Linked DNA regions of Rattus norvegicus: region 2 is linked to region 1. A link is a contact called in public Hi-C data. All regions are on one chromosome and are shown on one strand. Each heading gives the region's core, a stretch centred on a gene start, on an enhancer-like site or on the middle of the called end of the contact. The rest is flanking DNA. Distances are from core to core; before and after follow the strand shown. Region 1 overlaps Pde7a (phosphodiesterase 7A). Region 2 holds the start of Pde7a (phosphodiesterase 7A).

Region 1 (3,658 bases), core at 681-3,180:
TGTGTGTGTGTATGGTTCTAAAGGATATAGATATAAAACTGTCTGAAGAGGAGAACTCTGGGCACTGTGGCTTGTCACTGGAAACAGTGTGTCCTTCAATGAGTCTAGCAACCATTTCCCCCTCTACTCTCAGAATAATCCACTTTCTTTAAGCATCAAAGAACACAAAAGATTTTGGTTAATTAGCTCTGCACCTCAGCTCCATAGTCCATTCCTTCCACTACTTGACAGATCCTGTTACTCAGCTCAGGCCTCCGCCCCAGGGCCTTCTGCACACATGCCCTCCTGAGCAGCACTTGTCTGTGTGCCTGGCTCCTGCTGGTTGGACTTCTCAATTCCTCTACTTTCTTACTCATCTTCCGGCCAGCCGGCGGGCCTGCCTACCTTCCTTCCTTTCCAAGGCATTTTATTCATTCAGCACCACAATCAGATGGTGACCTTCAGCAATCAATAGTGTCTGTGTGTTACTGAGCTGTACAAGAAGTCTCTATTAGGAAACTGTCCTTCTCTGTCTGAAGTTATATAGTAAAGTGTGTGGACACTCCTGCAGACCCGTGCTTAGCTGTGTGTCCTTACAATTGTCATGTTTTCTTTCCAGACAGAGTGTCTCAAGGTCCCTCACTGTCTGCATAGGGTCTGGCTGTGGTCTCTATTTGTTCTCATCTGCGGGAGGAAGCAGGGAGACTAAAGTTTCTAGTGTGTGTGACAGCAATTGTTCGTGTGCACAGAAGGTGCTAGCTACTCAGCTTTTTCTAATTCCTATTTTTCTCATAAAGGATCCTGTAATGATGTTTTGTGTGTAAACCCTTCTCACGGAGTCTGACTCCCTCACTCCTCAGAGATAGGGCAGGCAAGTGAAAAAGCTTGTGTCATTAGTGTGTGACACACAGGCCTTGCTGGAGAGTACAATTCCTATGAGTAAATTAGTTTCCAGAATTGTCCTGGGAGAACTTCCAAAATACAATCTAATAAAGGGCCAGGAACTACAGATCAGTAGGAAAACACCCATTCTGTGACACTGTTGGAAATATGCATTTTCTTCACACCTGATCCCCCTCTACCCCTTGTCTCTGCCTGCACCCCCCCCCCACCCCCGGAGAAACAAAAGCAAAGTCCTTACACTGAAAACTCCAATAGTGCATCTTCTAGGGCAACGATTAAGTCTGGAAGGCTGCACCTAGTCTTCCTTTCAACCTAGTTAAACCTGATGCACTGTACAGGGAGCCATCAGGCTGAATGAATACTAACATTTAGGATATAGGAAAGAGGAGGCATTTGGAAACGGGAAGGAAGCCAGTACCCTTCATTAGATAATTACTAAAAAGCTCACCCTCTGGCCAAAGTACACGAAAACCCAACTCTCTTCCCAGTACTCAGATGGGCTCACTCTGGGACACAAAGCGAGTTATTACTCATTTCCCAGCACAACAGACAACAGATTGAACTTGTCTTATTAGAGCTCGGCCATTATCAAGTTTGGACTATTGAAACTTCCCAGACTTGTTCTGGTTTTCACGCAATGCTGCTTTGTGATAACAGCTTAGAAAGCTGAAGGCATACAAAAGTTCACGTTTTTATCAGAGAGTACCCTGCTCCATGGCATAGCCGTAGACCAACCAGCACCACCAAAGCAAATGAGCAAAGGCACTGTGTCCAGGCATCCTTTCTCCATATTTCTGGACCAGAAAATAAAGTGGAGAAGAGTAGGTGATTTTTAAAAATATACTGTTTTCCCCCTCATCATAGTAGAAAGTAAATAGGAAATACAAGTTCTAGGCTAAGAAGAGAAAAGGGCTGGAGACAGCTACACTGAGCAGCAGGCTCCTGTCTTTCCCACAGGGACTCCCTGCTACCCAAGCCACACGCAGCAGGGCACAGCTATGAGATCAGAAAGGTCCTTCGCGGAAAAGCCCTTGGCTCCCGGAAGACACAGTCGCCTGCTGCAGTAACCCACAAGGGGGCGCCCTGTAATCACTTCCTCGGTGCACAAAGACTTACTAGGAAATTACTGCTCGGGTCTTCATTTTTATAAAGTACTTTAAGGTTTTAGCTCTAGCTTAGTCAATTCTGTGCGGAACAAAGATTGAATAAAACTTCTAAATATTTTCTGTATTCTAATTTTTCTTCCCCTTCCCCAGTTTTCCTTAAAAAAAAAAAAAGTGCAAGCCATATCTAAAAGTCATTTCAAACAGGGTAATTGTAGTTATCCTACATATATGAGACACGTTTTTCCTAAGAAGAATTTTTCGTCTTAGCATGTCTCAGCATGTACAGACAGACAAGCACTGCTCCAGGCTGCTGTGAGCAATGTTATCCAGATGCCTGTGCTGAGAATGGAGACAGAATGGAGGAGTGGGTGAAGACAGGCTGAACCCCTGAGGTCTCCAGCTCCGTAAGGTAAAGCAGATCACTTAAGGTCTCTGCATGCCGCTCAGCTCTTTATCTGTAAAGGCTTCTAAGGACTGAAGGCTGGCAGCAATTGAGACAATACACACAATGTCTCTACAGTTTTGGGGAAAGAAGCAAGCGCTCAATAAATATAATTATAAAGCATAAATTATATGTCTATTACAAATGCTAATTATAAACATTAAGTACTTCAAAAACATAACCTTATACTTTTAACTTTTAAAATTCGATTTATTTTTTATGGTTACATATTTAATATTGAAAACCATTGTGTATGTAAGTACTTCAGAACTAACTGCAAATTTACCAAATTTCAAAATACTCTGATAGAACGTCAAATGTATATGTACTAAAAATGTTACTATGAATAGTAAGTGACCCACTCACGATCTCAAAGTAGAGGAATTCTACTAAGAACAAACTGTATCATCAGTATGTTCCTCTTAAGCAACTCTTATATCCCTGGTTTACAGAATTATTGATCATTCTGATGACTTAATGATTAAATAAGAGATACAAAGTTCTTTGAAACTCTTCTTTTTTGGGGGGAGGGGGTCAAGACAGGATTTCTCTGTGTAGCCCTGGCTGTCCTGGAACTCACTCTCTGTCACCCAGGCTGGTCTTGAATTCACAGAGCTTAACTTGGCTTTGCCTCCCAAGTGCTGGGATCAGAGGCAGAGCCAGCCACTACATGAAATTTTCAATTCCCTATTAGTCAGCTGGGAGAGAAGGGGAAGGAAGTACAGAACTTCAGCAGTGACTTCTTCAAAGAACAGTTGCAAAATCACATCAGGGTGAAGTTCAGCCTCACCAGCTCTGTAGAGTCCAGAGGGCAACAACCTTTAAACAGGATTAAGGTCCAATCCATACCAGCCTGCCTAGTTTATGCAACAAAGCTACTGAAGATAACTATAATACTGGCTTCTTCCAAGTCTGGGACAAAGCAATGAGAACCAATGGTTCTTAAATGCAGCTATTGGAGAACATTCTGGAAACTAGCCTGACATTTCCTAATGCATCAACATGGCAGTGCTCATCTCCACATGAACCAATTGGTAAGGGAACTTCCATGAATAGGAGTAGGAACTGGTCACTGGCAGGGGAAAAGGATGTAGTGTGTGTGTGTGTGTGTGTGAGAGTGTGTGTACACATGATGGTGCCAGACGACAGCTTGCAGAAATGATTCCCTCCTTCCACCATGTGGATAGTGGCAACTTAATCCAAGTCTTCCTGCTTGGCTGCAATCACC
Region 2 (3,903 bases), core at 1,107-3,606, 67 kb after region 1:
AGCATTAATAATGGCAATATACCCACCTCAGCTTCCAAGTGAGCTTATAATCCCTGTAACACTGAGTGATGTACACCAGGAAAAAGGTTATGTATTCATTAAGAAAATTTTGTCTCTCAAACCTAAGGAGTTCCAACTGACTCTCTTGGAGATCTGGAAATTGTTCAGAAGCATTAAAGAGCTAGTAAAATAGGTGTAATTCTGTAGAATTTGTGGTTTCTTGTTAGTTTGGGTTTTTTGCCACAGTCATAGTTTTAAAATTCCATTGCTGGGGGTTGGGGATTTAGCACAGTGGTAGAGCGCTTGCCTAGCAAGCGCAAGGCCCTGGGTTCAGTCCCCAGCTCCGAAAAAAAAGAAAAAAGAAAAGAAAAAAAATTCCATTGCCCACTTAAATCTTAGTCTGGGGATAGGCAAAGAAAGTGAAGCTTAAATTGGTCTTTGTATGGTAATTAAGCCACTAGGTAAAACTCTTGGGATCACCTTTGCTTTCAATCCCTAATCTTCCCTATTGTCCATTTCCTACTCAGGAAGCAAAAACACGTAACACATGTTTTATAACTTTATATAAAGTGTGCTTTTACTATTTATATGTAAGTGAAAGTGGATATCTGTCATGTCTGCTGATCTGAGGAAGAAAACAGTATTTAGAAATGAAGAAGTTATTTCTATTAAAGACCTTTAATTACTATTATTAAAAACCTTCTCACGAGTGCTTTAATATCTTTTGATATTATTCTGGAACTTTAAAATGTGTTAAGCAATAATAAAAATACAGCTCACAAACTACACTTCAAAGTAACAAAAGTATTATTTGAAAAGCCACTTAGTATTTTTACACTGAATTCATTAGCATACTCCCTTGTATCAGACAAGAATCTGACCTTAAATAAGAATTCTTCGAAAAGAAACTAACATGGAACTCCTGCTCTATCTCACAGGCCAAAAAAAAAAAAAAAAAAAAAAAAAAGGCAAATGACAAATAGAATTCATAGAATTCAGTGGAGATAAGCAAAATCTCTAAAAGATGCTGTCCATACTATCAGTTTTTAAAAATACCTTGCTTATAGTACTTACAGTGCAATTGAGGGGAGAAATGGTGTGCTATACAGGGTAAAGAAACACTAAGCAACAGAAAAAGACGAAGAATACTTTATTTAACGAAGTGAAAATGGGACCCAGGATGATGACAGCTCAAGCCTGGTACGTGGAAGTCTGAAGCAAGAAGATCATGAGTTAAAGGCAGGACTGAACAATTTAGAAAGGCTCTGTCACAAACAAGCAAGCAAGCGAACGAACGAATGAATGAATGAATGAATGAATGGCTGAGGCTCAACTGAGTGGAGTGGTACCCATCCCCAAAAGTAACCTCATAAACACAGAACTTCTGGCAGCAGGCAATGAGGGGACCAGATTCATACGTAAACAAAATAAAACTCTTCTTTCTCTTTAGTCTAAATCTGGCAACCAAATTTTACCCAACGACAGAGTTGAGCCAAGGACTTCATAGAAAAAAAATTAAAATGCTTAGGAGCAACTGGTGTTGGGTCATCGGAAATAAAGTCCTTTGTGAATGCCCATCAGTGGTTTCTGTACTAAAAACGCCTTTATCAAGCGACAAAACTGATTGGAAACCATCAACTTTGCACACTAGTTCCTGACACCTAGGCCCATTCTCTAAAAAGGAGCAGTTCCGCAGTTCGGATGAGGACCACAATGGGACATCCAGGCCCATTGTTCTGAGAACCTCAGCACCAGCACAGCACTGCAAGGCTCGCGAAGCAGCACAGGTGGGGGGCGGGGGAAAGTGGGGGCGAACAGGTGTGTTTCAGGTCACAACTAAGGGACAAGAGGCCCAACTTGTGGGAGACGGCGGAGAAAGGAGGGGAGGACAAAGTCATTGCTTGAGGCTAGCAGCGGGCGTGACGGGTTAGCAGCGGCGAGGGTCGCAGAGGCCAGGGGCAGTGAGCACAGCGGAGGGCAAAAGGCTTTCGGAAGGGGGAGACCAGCCTACAGAGGCAGGAACAATGGCCCGAGTCCCCCCAAAAGACAAAAGCACTGAGCTGTGGGTGCGGGCCCCGGGGCGGCGGTTACCTGCGAGAGCTGCCGGGGATGCGGGCAGCCGAAGAGCGCCGAGCTGGAGCTGAAGCTGATGGCTCCTCGGCGGCTGAGGACGTGCTGGGGGACCGGCCTGTCCAGGGGCAGCACCGGCAGCTGGTAGCATACTTCCATTGAACACGTCCGCCTTGGAACCGCGCGGCGCCCGCCAGTCCGCGGTCGCCCGCCCCTGCGCTACGAGGGGGCCGCGCCGCGGGGACCCGGGGCCGAGGCGCGCGCGGGGCGGGCGGCGCTGGCGGCCGCCGACACCTCCCAGCCCTCCGCGCGGCTGGCGGCGGGAAGGACTGCAGCGGACGCGGGGAGCCCGGCAGGCAGCGTTAAAGGGGATCCCGCCGCCCCGGTGCTCCGCGGCGCGAGAGCTGGCCCGGGCCGGGAGCACGGGCGCGGAGCAGAGAGCAGCTTGGCCGCTGGAGCCCAGCCCCTCCCCTCCCCCGAGCCTCACTCCACTCCGCCGCCGGCGCGAGCCCGGCGTAATTCACACTTTGCAGCCCTAGACCCTGCGCCAACCACGGCCGCCGCCACCGTGACGTCACGACGCCGCGCCGCATGCCCCGCGCCCCGCGCCGCCGCAGCGCCTGGGAGCCCGCTGGTTGTCCGGACCGGGCTGCCTGCGTCCGCTCCACTCGGCGCCGCGCCCCGCGCCCCGCGCCCGACCGTCGCTTCCCGCCTCCCCGCAGCTCCCTCCCCGCAACCCGCGGCGCGTGCGCACGAGAGTTACGCGGGGCATCCTCGGGCGCCCAGACCCGGAGTTTGTTCGGCCTACCCGACCGGCGCTCTTGCGTCCGACAGACCCAGAATACCGGGAGCACAGGGCGCCCTCCCCGCGCTTCCATCCAGCGGGGCACCGGGCGCGTCCACTCTGAATTCCCGTACTAGGGCGTCGCGGGAGACCACTGCGGCAGTGACGTCAGCTGATCTCGGGGGCTCGATCCTCCCGCTACCTCACAGTTTATGCCCTACCAAGGCAAGGCTCCAGTGGCTTCCCTTGGCAGGTGAGGCCCCAGGCCTTCCAGGCCTGCAGGGCAGAAAAAGGGACCAAAGACTTCTGTGTGAAGTGAAATTCTCCTACCAAGAAAATGAGAAATGATGATATTGAGAAGACAAAGGTGGCAAAGAGACCAAAAGTTCCCCTGGCCAACCATCGCCCTTCTTTGTTAGTGTTTGCTGGTTAATATGTAGGAAAAGCTTTCAACCTGTTTTGGTAAGATGAGGATATAATTTACTTGTTTTAAGTTTCTGCCCCAAAACTACCAAAGCTTTTCCGCAGGAGCCCACTGTTTCTAACGCTTTGAGCATCAGATACTTCAACATGAACAAGCTCTCCCCCTGGCAAAATGGATTTAGATAATTTCTCAGGGCATCTAGTCTCCCAGGTATTTAAGATGATCATTGGCAAGGTGGCAGGCCTTAAGAAGTACAGTGCTGAGCCTGGGCTTAATGGTGCTATAAACTTGAGTACCGAGTATGCATGATCAGATAGAGGGATAGAGGTGTGTACTCTTATTATTTAAACATCATGCCCCTGTGTATTTCTACATGCCAGATCTTAGGCATGCTTTATGATCCGTTCTATGTTGTGGAATTTGTCTTCGCTAGATGATGAAGCACTAATGAGATTCTCACTGCCTTTGAAATCTTAATTACTCCCTTAACGTGTAGTCGATGTGTTAAGCATCTCACTTGGGATTACACTGAGCACTGTGGGCCATTTACTCTTCAAAAAAGTCGTTATCAAACAGTTGACTAAATTGCAGGTAGATTCATAGAAACAAACTTGCCCTACACCTT

What was found. A called contact is a pair of places that touch in the nucleus more often than the background predicts.
Region 2: a contact with region 1 is called in a Hi-C map of liver, with 3 times the contacts expected there. The contact joins the promoter of Pde7a here to the enhancer-like site in region 1. A contact is called at or near these places in 8 of 12 Hi-C or Micro-C datasets (the Rat2 cell line, Schwann cells, frontal cortex and 4 more).

Annotation. Positions count from the first base shown.
Region 1 is chr2:103,654,206-103,657,863 of GRCr8, forward strand. All of the region lies in intron 3 of Pde7a (phosphodiesterase 7A), which reads right to left. Among named protein-coding and RNA genes, the nearest start is that of Mtfr1, 61 kb to the left of the region's middle. Within about 2 kb of position 1,931, at least 11 of the 93 cell types and tissues checked have an H3K27ac peak or open chromatin away from gene starts, as enhancers often do. A contact at or near this core is called in kidney and liver, where this site is marked.
Region 2 is chr2:103,720,471-103,724,373 of GRCr8, forward strand. It overlaps Pde7a (phosphodiesterase 7A), which reads right to left and starts at 2,357. Exons shown (of 13, transcript NM_031080.1): 1 at 2,092-2,357. The coding sequence starts at 2,229.